3 separate regions of the Mus musculus genome follow, and all the other regions are linked to region 2. The links are chromatin contacts, called in public Hi-C and HiCAR-type maps. All regions are on one chromosome and are shown on one strand. The core of a region is the stretch at or near the end of the contact, and the rest is flanking DNA. Distances in the headings are between cores, read along the strand shown. Region 1 has its middle 18 kb from the start of Gm34201. Region 2 holds the start of Pnpla3 (patatin-like phospholipase domain containing 3). Region 3 has its middle 8.7 kb from the start of Prr5.

Region 1 (3,779 bases), core at 1,173-3,672, 440 kb after region 2:
TCAAGAGGGAAATTGTTTACAAGGGAAAAACAAAAAACAAAACAAAACAAAACAAAAAAAAAAAAAAACCAGTTCCCTCAGGGTCTGCCCAGCAAAAATCCACAAGGAATTTTCTCCTTGCCCCTGGGACCGCCCCTTCTGTCCCTGAGACCTCCCCCTTCTGCCCCTGGGACTTGCCCTTTTTTCCCCTGGGACCTGCCCTTTTGTCCATGCAGTGGCTTGGGGGTCCCAGGACAGGTGGCAAGGTATGGTCCTGACATTTGGGACTTCACACCAAGCTGCTGCCTCCCCCACCCTGACAGGAAGACCACATGAACTGATCCCAACATGGCTGTCCAACACCAAATAGTCCATAGCCTGTCCACCAGCAGCCTTTGACCCTGTGAACTGAGAGACTCAAACCATCCTCCCACTGCAGCCTGCTGTGTCTGTTGTCTCTCCCTGGCTCTAGCTGGTATGGAATTCTCCTCAAAGTCTCTGTCTACCCGAACACGTAGCTGTCCTTTCAAGGACTGGAAGAGTGGTGTGCCCTCCTCCTCGGCAACAGATCTCCAAACTGCTACTACAAACCTGCAAAGCCACGTGTGGGGACGACTTCAGAGCTAAGAATATCCAAGCAGGTAGGGAACAGGTGCCAAGGAAGCCCCCCCCCCATTCCCACCCACGTCACAGGCTCACCTGGCAGCAGGTAGCTGTGAGCGGGACCGTACATGTGAATGCAAAAACTCAAGCCTCGACGGAGATAAAGGAGTTTTCATTCTGGAGTCAGGTAAGAGTGACTAACGGCCCCCGGGGACACATTTGCGTTAGTGGTGCGGCAGGTGCGTGAAGTTTTTATGAACAGAACAAAGAAAGGCGTAAGCCAACACGCTTTCAAGTGAGTTGGTGGAAATATCAGGTAGGGGAGCTCCAGGTGACTGGCGACATCTCTGTTCTGAGTCTTAGATGCTCTTAGCGTTTGGATTGGTGAAAGCTTGGGGGGATCTCTTCATACATTCCAAATAATTTGCCTAATAATTACAAGACTGTTAGGCCCCATCCAGAGGTAGACCTATAAGTCTATCATTAAAGGGAGTTAAAGATAACCCAAGATAATTTGTAATTAGCCTCTGGATCGGAAACATTCTAACTGTTCTACAGTTGTTTGAAGTTCCCATCTGTCAATCAGCATATAAGGGGTGTGGCTTCCTTTTTGAGAAACTTTGCTGGAACAGGGCAGGAGCTGAGCAGTGGACTGTGACCACTGAAGGTGATGGGGAACAGAAAGGACCCAGAGAGGCCTCTCCTGGTGGCCTCAGAGACAATTGCTGATAATCTCCCGGTGTTCTCTGGAGTGGGTGGGGACAGGCCTGACACAATGCGGTTACTTTCTTATCTTCTCTATCGCTTACCACCACCAGCACCCACCCAGCCCACCCCGGAGTTCCCAGTGAACTGTGCCCCAGATTAAACAATAGTCAGCAAGCCATAAAACGGGGTGTGCTCTGGTGGAATCTGGGGACTAGGGAAACAATCTTGCCCTGTCCCTGCCCTTGAGGGTAAAGGGTTCTAGGTTCTTATCCACCCCATCCCCCACCCGTGAAAGAACTGAGCAGAGACACACAGATACAGCAGAAGCCATGGCCTCTGATTTTTCAAAAGATCCACTACCAAGGGGTGAGCCCAACCAGCAGAGTACAAAAGGCTTGGATGATAGAGGGAAGGTTTGGGGGCTCATTTGCATAGAGCGGTCCTTGCTGCACAGGCTCTCCCTCACTTGTAGTTCCACGCCCAGCTTCATGCATCCTGTGTCTCATTGGCATCTTAAGTCTCCATCCAGGGGTGAGCCACACATCACCTGTGGACACTAGAGTGACGACATCCATGACAGTAGCCAGACTTACTTGACCACATCTGTTATTTTCCCATAATGCCGACTGTTTTAAAACTTTCCAGTCCAGACCACGTTGTCTGAGCAATTTCTTCTGCTTCAGTATCACTGCTTGTAAGACCCTGTGGCCACGTCAGGCCATCTAGATACTCCAGAACAATTACCTACTTGCAGGGTCCTAATCTTATCTTCGCCTCTGTAATGTCCCTTCGACAATGCAAGATTCAAGGTGGATTGGGGAAGGTCACGTGGCTAAAGCCAGAGCTGGCAACCCTAGTAGGAAGATGAAAACATGCCAGCAGGGACTAGCTTTGACTCCTTTAATCGCCCCCCAACACCTGCAGAGGAGAACTTGGCTCTTAAGTCTCTAATCTGGAAGACAGGCTCCATGCCCCGCCCACCAGAGACAGCGCACTTAGTGGGGATCAAAGCAGCTCCTGTCTCTAGCCAGAAAGAGGAAGAAGCAGCTAAGAGCTCCCAGCCCCAGCTCAGAGCCAGCTGAGTACACGAGCTCTGTGTGTATACACCACACCCCTGCTCCAAGTGCCACCCACGTGCAGGCGCAAAGCTTGATCAGCGCCATCTCCCCACAGATGCGGGAGCGCTGACATCAGCAGGAGAGCCTTGGATGCTATCTGAGGTGACTTGTAGATCAAGTGTATTCTCGGAGCAGAGCTCATTGACACAGAAGATGTCTGTGGGGGTTGAATCCTTATAATGACGACACTCTAGGAGAGCATATGCCCACCCCACCAACTGCAGGCTGGACCCTCTAGTATCCTGTCCTTGCCTGTACCTGGACACCCGCTTCCAGTCTATACACCTGCATCTGACTAGAGAGAAGCCCCTTTCCACTGCCCTCACCAGCCAGGAAGAGCCAGCAACGTTTTACAGCTGGCCAGTCCCAAGCCTACTCTTCTCAGCACTCAATAGCTTCTTCCTGTCCCTTAGGGGACACCTGCTTTTCTGGGGTCCCTCCAACCTCGAGTGCCCGAGAAAATTATTTCCCTGATCAAATATTCATGGGTCTGTCAAGCCTGAAATAAGCCTACAAAGAAGAAAGGCAATTTGTGTCCGGCATAAATGCTTGACAGGGTGCGTGAAACCCCGCAGCTGGCTTCTGAGTCGTCCCTGGGCCCCTTCTCCTCCACCCTCTAACAGTAGACCTCTCAGGCAGATGCGCTGTGCGGTCTGGAACTCCTGCAGGACTCTGCCCTTCATCATCTGTGCAATACCGAACAAGAGGCCGGTGTTCCTTTGACACAGCCTCCCACTTCTGCAAAGTCCTGCTGTCCTGGAAGCAGTGACTCCAGACTCTGGGGACACCAGTGCAGGCCTCTCAGATGAGGCCAAGTAGTCAGGGCCACGACCCCATGAGGGGCCATCACTGTCTCACACATCGACTCCTTTATCCTTAACCTGCCTCACAAGAATGAAGCAACAGCAAGACAAGGCACTCAATGCCAGACTTCGGTTCTGCCCGCCTGGAGCTCGGATCACCCATGTGAGGACTCCCACCACCCGTGTCACTGTGAAGACTGCTTGTCTGGTACTTTGGAGACCATGAATGGTAAATTTGGAATGTTCCAGGAAAACAAAAGGCCAGTGCGGGAGAGACAAGAGAGGAGAGATGTGAGCAGAGACTCAGGAGACCATACTGGATGGGTGGGCACAGGTCCATCACTATGTTCTTACCAGAGGGAATTTGGATGTAAAAAAAAACCTAGAGAGGAGAGTCTAGGGGGGTGCAAAGCAGAAGTGGGAGGGGTGAAACTAGGAGGCCAGGGAAATGTCCCTGTTTCCAGAAAAACCTAGAGCCAGAAGGGGCAGGAAGGAACCCTCCTGTGTATTCTAGATACATAGGAATCACATTCCGATGTATACCCTGGTCTCAGACTTCTGGTCCCTA
Region 2 (3,257 bases), core at 681-3,180:
CAAGTGCTGGGATTGAAGGTGTGTGCACACTGCCTATCTCAAGAAAGTTTTTTTTTTTTTAAAGAAATTTGTTCTAGCTGGGCGTGGTGGCGCACGCCTTTAATCCCAGCACTCGGGAGGCAGAGGCAGGCGGATTTCTGAGTTCGAGGCCAGCCTGGTCTACAAAGTGAGTGCCAGGACAGCCAGGGCTACACAGAGAAACCCTGTCTCTAAAAACCAAAAAAAAAAAAAGAAATTTGTTCTGTGGGGTGAGGGATTTTGTAACTTTTCTTTTGTTCTTTTTTCTTCTGCCTGAAACAATAGCAAACCATTCTACTAGAGGCCTGGAGAGATGGTTCAGTGGTTCATATGTTGCTTCTCCATAGGACCTGGGTTAGGTTCCCAGCACCCATAGAGTGATTAACAACTGTCTGTGACTCCAATTCCAGGGATGCCCCAGCTGGTAGGACCCAAGTGTGTGTGTGTGTGGGGGGGGGGCATTCCAAACCAGAGTGCCGGAGTGGGCTGGGAAGAAGATGCTCAAGAGTCCAATACTCTCTCCTAGATTTCATGGGTACTAAACCTGAATGTGGTACACAGCTATGCATGCAGCCAAAACACCCATACACATAAGAATATTAAAAATAAATTTTAACTAAAATATTCTATTAAAGAGTAGTGTACAGGGGCTGGTGAGATGGCTCAGTGGGTAAGAGCACCGACTGCTCTTCCGAAGGTCCGAAGTTCAAATCCCAGCAACCACATGGTGGCTCACAACCACCCGTAATGAGATCTGATGCCCTCTTCTGGTGCGTCTGAAAGACAGCTACAATGTACTTATATATAATAAATAAATAAATAAATCTAAAAAAAAAAAAAAAGAAAAAAAAGAGTAGTGTACAAATTGTATTGCTATACTTGGTCAAAGATACTTTGTAGTCAGAAGAGGCACAGACAGGACCACAAACCATCTAGCTCCCAGCTTTCCTTACTCCTGCCTTCATTGGCACCGGCCAATCACATATTTTATTTATAAGTGACACTTGTACATGGAAACTTCAGGTCCTCCCTGCCTGGTGTTGTCTTCCTGTAGTCTTAGTTACTTAGGAGGCTGTGGCAAAGGGGCCAGAGGCTGAAGTCCAGGCTGAGTCACTGAAGGAGGCAGCTGGTTAAAAGAAAAAGGAACCCAGGGCAGCTCAGTGGTAGAGCCTTTGCCTAGCATGCAGGAGGGCCGAGGTTCAGTTCTTAGTACTGTAAAATTAAACAAGGCGCTGAAAGGATGGTTCAGCGGTAGAGGCCACAACTACTCTTACAGAGCACCAGAGTGGAGTCCAAGAATCCACGCGATGGCTCACAATCCTCTGCAACTCCAGTTCTAGGAGGTTTAACGTCCTCTTATGGCCTCCTTGGTCACTGCACACCCATGGTGCATAGACATACATGCAGACAAAATACTCATAAACATGGGGGCGGGGAGCCTAAGTATCTTTTTAAGAGGAAGGAAGGAAGGAAGGAAGGAAGGAAGGAAGGAAGGAAGGGAGGGAGGGAGGGAAGGAGGGAGGGAGGAAGGAAGGGAGGAAGAAAACCTCTCTCCATGAATTAAAAACGAACAGAAAGCAAAATAAATAACTGCAAAAACAGACACCCTACATGAAAATAAAGGAAAGACAGCATGTGGATGGTAGCATCTCTCGTGTAATAAAGAAAAGGAGAGAGTGCCACCGGCGTGCCATCCAGAACCTGAAAGAAAAGGGTATTCAAAGAGCCATTCTGCCCAGCAAGCATCCAAGCCTAGGATTTGGGAAAGCCCACGCGGGAGGGACATGGGGCGGGGCATGAGTCCAGTACGCCCATTGGGCCTCCCACTGGCTTATTTGCATGGTCCTAGTGGGGCGGGGCCTCAGCTGACGTCACCCGAAGACAGCTTAGGCGGCTGCGGCTCTTTAAGCTCAGAGCAGCAACACCGGGAGCAGAGCTGAACTGCAGCGCCGCCCGGAGCTTCAAGCACCATGTATGACCCAGAGCGCCGCTGGAGCCTGTCGTTTGCAGGCTGCGGCTTCCTGGGCTTCTACCACGTCGGGGCTACGCTATGTCTGAGCGAGCGCGCCCCGCACCTCCTCCGCGATGCGCGCACTTTCTTTGGCTGCTCGGCCGGTGCACTGCACGCGGTCACCTTCGTGTGCAGTCTCCCTCTCGGTGCGTCCACGGCCACTACCCAGGCCCCGCGTGCGGGGAGGGGTTGCTACACCTGGGGAATCGGTAACACTTTCCGGGGTGCCCGAAGAAACCTGTCCGGAGAGCTCTCATCCTTCCCGGTGCCGTTGAGCACTCAGCTGGAGACCCTGGGCCTGTCACCTGGCGTGGGATTTCCCGGGGCCGGCTGGAGCAGACGCGCTCCGAGCATCTTCTTCCTGACCCGCTCTGGCGCCCTGGTCCTGTCAGCTGGGTCATCCCTGAGCAGCAGGGAACGACGCAGGTTTGCCGGGTCCTCTGGTCCCTGAGCCGCAGAAGGTTTGTCCTGTGTGGCTCTGGCTAGTGTCCCATGGCTGGTGCCGCCAGGAAGGGCAGAAGGCACCCAGACTAGAACACCCTTAGTGGCAGTCCAATGCTCCGGTTGCCTTTAGAGGTGGCTGGTGGGGGCGGGGTACGTGGATTAGAGAAATATTTGGAACACTCCCTAGAAGCTGGAATGGGTTCCCAGACAGATCCAGTTCCACTCTCTCCTGTCTTCACTAGCCTAGATAAGCGGCCCTTCCCAGATCGATGTCACTGACATTCAGGGCATTTGAATCTTGGCCTAATTAAACATTTGCCCATGCACCCATGAGCGAGAGGAGGCGAGTACTCTCCTCTCCCCCACTAAACTACTAGGATGTGATGCCTTCTCTTCCCAGTGTCATAGCCGGATGCTTTTGGGGTTGTGGGCAGGGCTTGGCTAAGTGCCCACGGGGGGGGGGGCGGACTGCTGACACCCAAAGGTCCCCAGGCTGCATGACAATGTCCCACATCAACCCTCTTTGATCTGGGGCCTCTTTAACACTTTACTCTTTGCTCTCTGCTGGCCACAGCCAGCAGGGAGAGACTTTGGCAGGCAGGGGAAAGCCCCTGCTGATGAGCGGAGCTCTGCCATTGGATGGGATCGGTGAGCAGACCCTGAGCCGATGAGAATCAGGGATTAGAAGACAAGCAAATCTGGCTGTGTGCCTGCTTGTCTGGGTTTCCCAGTGAGGAGGGAGCCAGGAGTAAAGGGCAGTGAGAGTGGCCTCTGGAAAGACTAG
Region 3 (3,605 bases), core at 728-3,227, 500 kb after region 2:
GCCGCCGCTTCTTGCTGCTTCTCCTTCCAAAGGGCGCTGTGTCTTCAAGCCCCTGCGGGAAGTTATCCAGCTCTGCAGGGCCTTCCTGGCTCTGTGTGTGTGTGTGTGTGTGTGTGTGTGTGTGTGTGTGTGTGTCTTACATTCCGTGCCCACCTGACTCGATGCAGTTTCCCAGCTAGAGTGAGCCTCCATATGCACAAGGCCACACTGCTTACATACAACCTCATCTTGTCACACACACACACACACACGCAGACCCACACACTCCCAGTCATGTGTCCCAGTGTCTTCCCATGTCAGCCATGGTGTCCCTCTCCTGACCCTAAAAAATGCTTGCGACAGCACTTCCGTGTCTTCTCAGGACTCTGTGAAAGTTCCTGGGCCTAGAGATGCCCTAGAGTGTCTGTTAGGTGAAGACAGGGAATGTGGGTGTCAGGTGTCCAGTGAAGGCACCGAGGAACACAATGAACCCTTGTCTGTCTCTCTGTCTGTCTGTGCAGAGCTCAGCAAATAGCCTCTGTTTGCCTGGCTTTCAAAGGTGGTGGAAGATGAGCAGTGGGAGGAGAATAAAGGCATCTGGGCCTGGGAGACACGTGGGGTCCAGGGCAGGAGACACCTTGTCTCAAGTTCTAGGGACAGGCCCAGTGTTGTCCACTCTAAGAAGCAGGCAGGGAACAGAAAGACTGGGGCTAATAGCCACTGCTAATAGTGGCTGACACATATGCACAGCCGGGCATGGAAAAGGATGACACGGGAATGCCCTCGTGGGGCTAACGCTTTCTCTAGAGGTTTCTTTCTCTTTTTTCTTCTGCTTTTGAAGATCATTCTAAGGTTCCTTCAGTGACTTTGTATATATTGGCAGTCCCGTGACAAAAACCTCGAATTCAGTGGCCACAAGATCATTCAGGGACACGGCCTGATGAGACTCTGGCGGACCACAGTCTGATGGCAGAGGCTGGCAAGCCAGTCTGTTAGGTTAGGTTCACCAGACACAGCTTGACCAGAGAAGCTGGGCGGACAGTCTGAAGGAGGAAGCTAACCACCAGGCAATCTGATAAGGGAGGTTTGTTGATAGTCTGACAGAGCCTAGTGGCTTGCCAAAGTGTCCCTGCTGGTGAATTCCTAGAGCAACATCCGCAGAACTGGGCACTCCTCCCAGCATTCACATAAGGGACTTGTGCCTGTCACTTCTGGGTGTCTAGTATTTGAGAGTTGCATAGCTGAGAGCCAGCTCCCCTGTAGGCATGCTCCCGGGAGTCCTGTGCTTTGCAGAACACACACACAGCAGGTATGGGATGCTCTAGCAGTCTTTGTCGCTCTGGGGAGGTAGGGCCTGATTTAGCTAGCCTGCTTCAGCCATAGAGCCTATGGAGCAAACTCTAGGAACACTGGGCCGCTTGGGAGATCACTGAGCTGTGCCGTCAAGTGTAATGGCTATAGCAGGCAGTTGGCCAGAAGGTGGCAGCCTAGTGCAAGGTGTGTAACTGCCTGCCTCCCCCACCCCCCCCCCCCCCCCACACACACAAACACTTAGATTCTGATAAGTGGGTCAGGAAAAGCTTTGAGGCAGCAAGATGGAGACCACCTCGCTGTGGCTACTGAGCAGCCCCGTCTGGTGCTTTTCTTCACTTGGCATCTCTGGGCCTAGGAATTACCCAGCCTTGACCTTTGGAGGGCCAGCATGTGCAGAATAGGAGACCCACTGAGTTCCACTGCCCTTCTAAGCTGGAGCCTGGCTCCTCTTGTGGGGGAGTGGCACTTCTGGGTTTCCACAGCATCTGGGCAGTAGTGGCAGGTATACCCTAGTAAGTGTGCCTCATGGAGATGTACACCAAGGGGAGGGGGTAAATAAGGACTGCATGGCACTGAGCACCCTGGGGCGCCAACCTCAGGGTGAGCACCCTGGAGACACCCCTCCCCCAGAGAGTGAGCTCCGTGGGACTTTACCCTCAGAGTGAACTCTATAGTTCTCCGCTGTCAGAGTGAATACCATGTGGGCTCCACCCTTTGAGTGAGCACCATGGAGCTGCACCCTCAGAGGGAGCACTGTGGGAGCTGCACCCTCAGAGGGAGCACCGCAGGGCCCCATCCTCAGAGGGGAACCCTGTAGGGCTGAACATAGAAGCATTTCCTGAAATGCTTTCTCAGATGAGCAGGAAAGGTGGTGCTGGCCAAGATGTCTGGGGACAAGGAGCAAAGCACATCCCGTGGAGGGGAGGGCAGAGGAGGGGAGAGAAGGCCATGTGACCAGTGACCAAGAGGACAAAGAAGAGTCATGTGACGGTGGAGACCAGTGGAGAAGGGGCTTGGCATGAGGTAGCCCTGCCCTACAGGGAGCAGAGTGGACCCTGGCCATTTATAACCCATCTCAGCACCCAGGAATCCCAGCCCCAGGGCAGCCAGCCCAAGATCTTAACCAAGCCAAGGGGGAGGAGGAATGAAGAGGGTGGAATTAGGTCAAGGAGTCAGAGGGCTTCTGCCAGAAGGAAGCCTGACATTTGGGCAAGTTGGAGCCAGAAGTGACCGAAATGGGCAGGGTAGCTGCAATGATGGTGTCAAAAACCAGATTGCAATGTATTCCTGTGCAGTTCTCAAAACCGTGATGCCCCATTCCATAAACAGTAAAGGGGTAGGGCCAAGAAAGAGATTCTGTGGGAAAAGGTGATGTCCTGGGTTCGATTCCTGGAATCCACATGGTAGAAAGAGAGAACGGACACCCATAAGCTGGCCTCTGACTTCTACATGTGTGGCAAGGTACAGGAGTACACACACACACACACACACACACACAGACACGAGAGAGAGAGAGAGAGAGAGAGAGAGAGAGAGAGAGAGAGAGAGAGAGAGAGAGAGAGAGAGAGAGAAAATCAAGGTAATAAAAAATGTTTAAATTAGAAAGTGTTATGTTCAGCTAAGGACAAGGCTCACCCACATTGACCCCAGGCTGGGTTCTTTTCTCCTGGGGTTCCGAGGGAGGCCCAGCTGGTCTGGGGAGAAGGGAAAGCCTAGTCTAGACAAGAGTAGAAGGATCTGGAAAAAGACCCCCAGCTCAGCTTTCCCACACTGGGAGTGAAATCACAGGGTTAGAAATGCCAGGCCTTGTGGCCCACCTGATACCACTTGAGGCAGGAGAAGGATTAAGTTTGAAGCCTCCTAGCCAGGGCTACATAGTGAGTTCCAGTCTAGCCTGGGCTTCACTGTGAGACCATGTTTCCTTTTTAAAGATGTATCTTACTTTTATTCATGTGTGTAAGAGCGTGTGTTTGGAGGAGCTCACAGAGGTCAAAAGAAGGTTACATCCCCTAGAACTACAGGCAGTTGTGAGTCACATCTCCCCCAACCCACCCCACCCCACCCCACCCCCACCAAGTGGGTGCTGGGGACTGAACTACCTTCTACAGGAGCATTAAGAGCTCTTAACTACTGAGCCATCTCTAGCTCCCCTGCAAAACAATGTAAACACCTAATTAAGCAATCCTGGTGAAGGTGTAACCTGGGTGACCCCCCCATCTAGGTTCTGTTTGGCAGGGTGGTCCCAATTATTCCTGCTATGTGGGGACTGATCTGCTTCCCGTAAGACACTCCCAGTCCAGCATGTAGCCTGT

Evidence for each region. Hi-C and Micro-C count contacts between places; a contact is called where the count stands out from the background. HiCAR-type assays count read pairs that join an accessible place to other places.
Region 1: a contact with region 2 is called in a Hi-C map of the N1E-115 cell line, with 2.3 times the contacts expected there. The contact joins the enhancer-like site here to the promoter of Pnpla3 in region 2. A contact is called at or near these places in 3 of 39 promoter capture datasets (the 3T3-L1 cell line, hippocampal neurons and neural stem cells), 1 of 15 datasets of contacts at CTCF or cohesin (large pre-B cells), 2 of 484 Hi-C or Micro-C datasets (the N1E-115 cell line and bone marrow-derived macrophages), 8 of 115 datasets of contacts at active chromatin or transcription factors (embryonic basal ganglia, embryonic forebrain, embryonic hindbrain and 5 more) and 3 of 9 other capture datasets (adipose tissue, macrophages and pancreatic islet).
Region 3: a HiCAR-type map of kidney shows a contact between it and region 2, with 3 times the contacts expected there. The contact joins the enhancer-like site here to the promoter of Pnpla3 in region 2. A contact is called at or near these places in 4 of 39 promoter capture datasets (hippocampal neurons, liver, neural stem cells and 1 more), 6 of 115 datasets of contacts at active chromatin or transcription factors (embryonic basal ganglia, embryonic forebrain, embryonic hindbrain and 3 more) and 4 of 9 other capture datasets (adipose tissue, embryonic stem cells, macrophages and 1 more).

What each region holds. Positions count from the first base shown.
Region 1 is chr15:84,607,914-84,611,692 of GRCm38.p6, forward strand. No RefSeq gene overlaps it. Among named protein-coding and RNA genes, the nearest start is that of Gm34201, 18 kb to the right of the region's middle. Within about 2 kb of position 2,423, at least 41 of the 459 cell types and tissues checked have an H3K27ac peak or open chromatin away from gene starts, as enhancers often do. A contact at or near this core is called in the N1E-115 cell line, extraembryonic endoderm stem cells and hippocampal neurons, where this site is marked.
Region 2 is chr15:84,165,886-84,169,142 of GRCm38.p6, forward strand. It overlaps Pnpla3 (patatin-like phospholipase domain containing 3), which reads left to right and starts at 1,931. Exons shown (of 8, transcript NM_054088.3): 1 at 1,931-2,175. The coding sequence starts at 1,989. It overlaps Mir6392 (microRNA 6392), which reads left to right and starts at 2,385; the gene lies at 2,385-2,492.
Region 3 is chr15:84,670,479-84,674,083 of GRCm38.p6, forward strand. It overlaps a transcript of Prr5 not described here. Among named protein-coding and RNA genes, the nearest start is that of Prr5, 8.7 kb to the right of the region's middle. Within about 2 kb of position 1,978, at least 21 of the 459 cell types and tissues checked have an H3K27ac peak or open chromatin away from gene starts, as enhancers often do. A contact at or near this core is called in kidney, where this site is marked.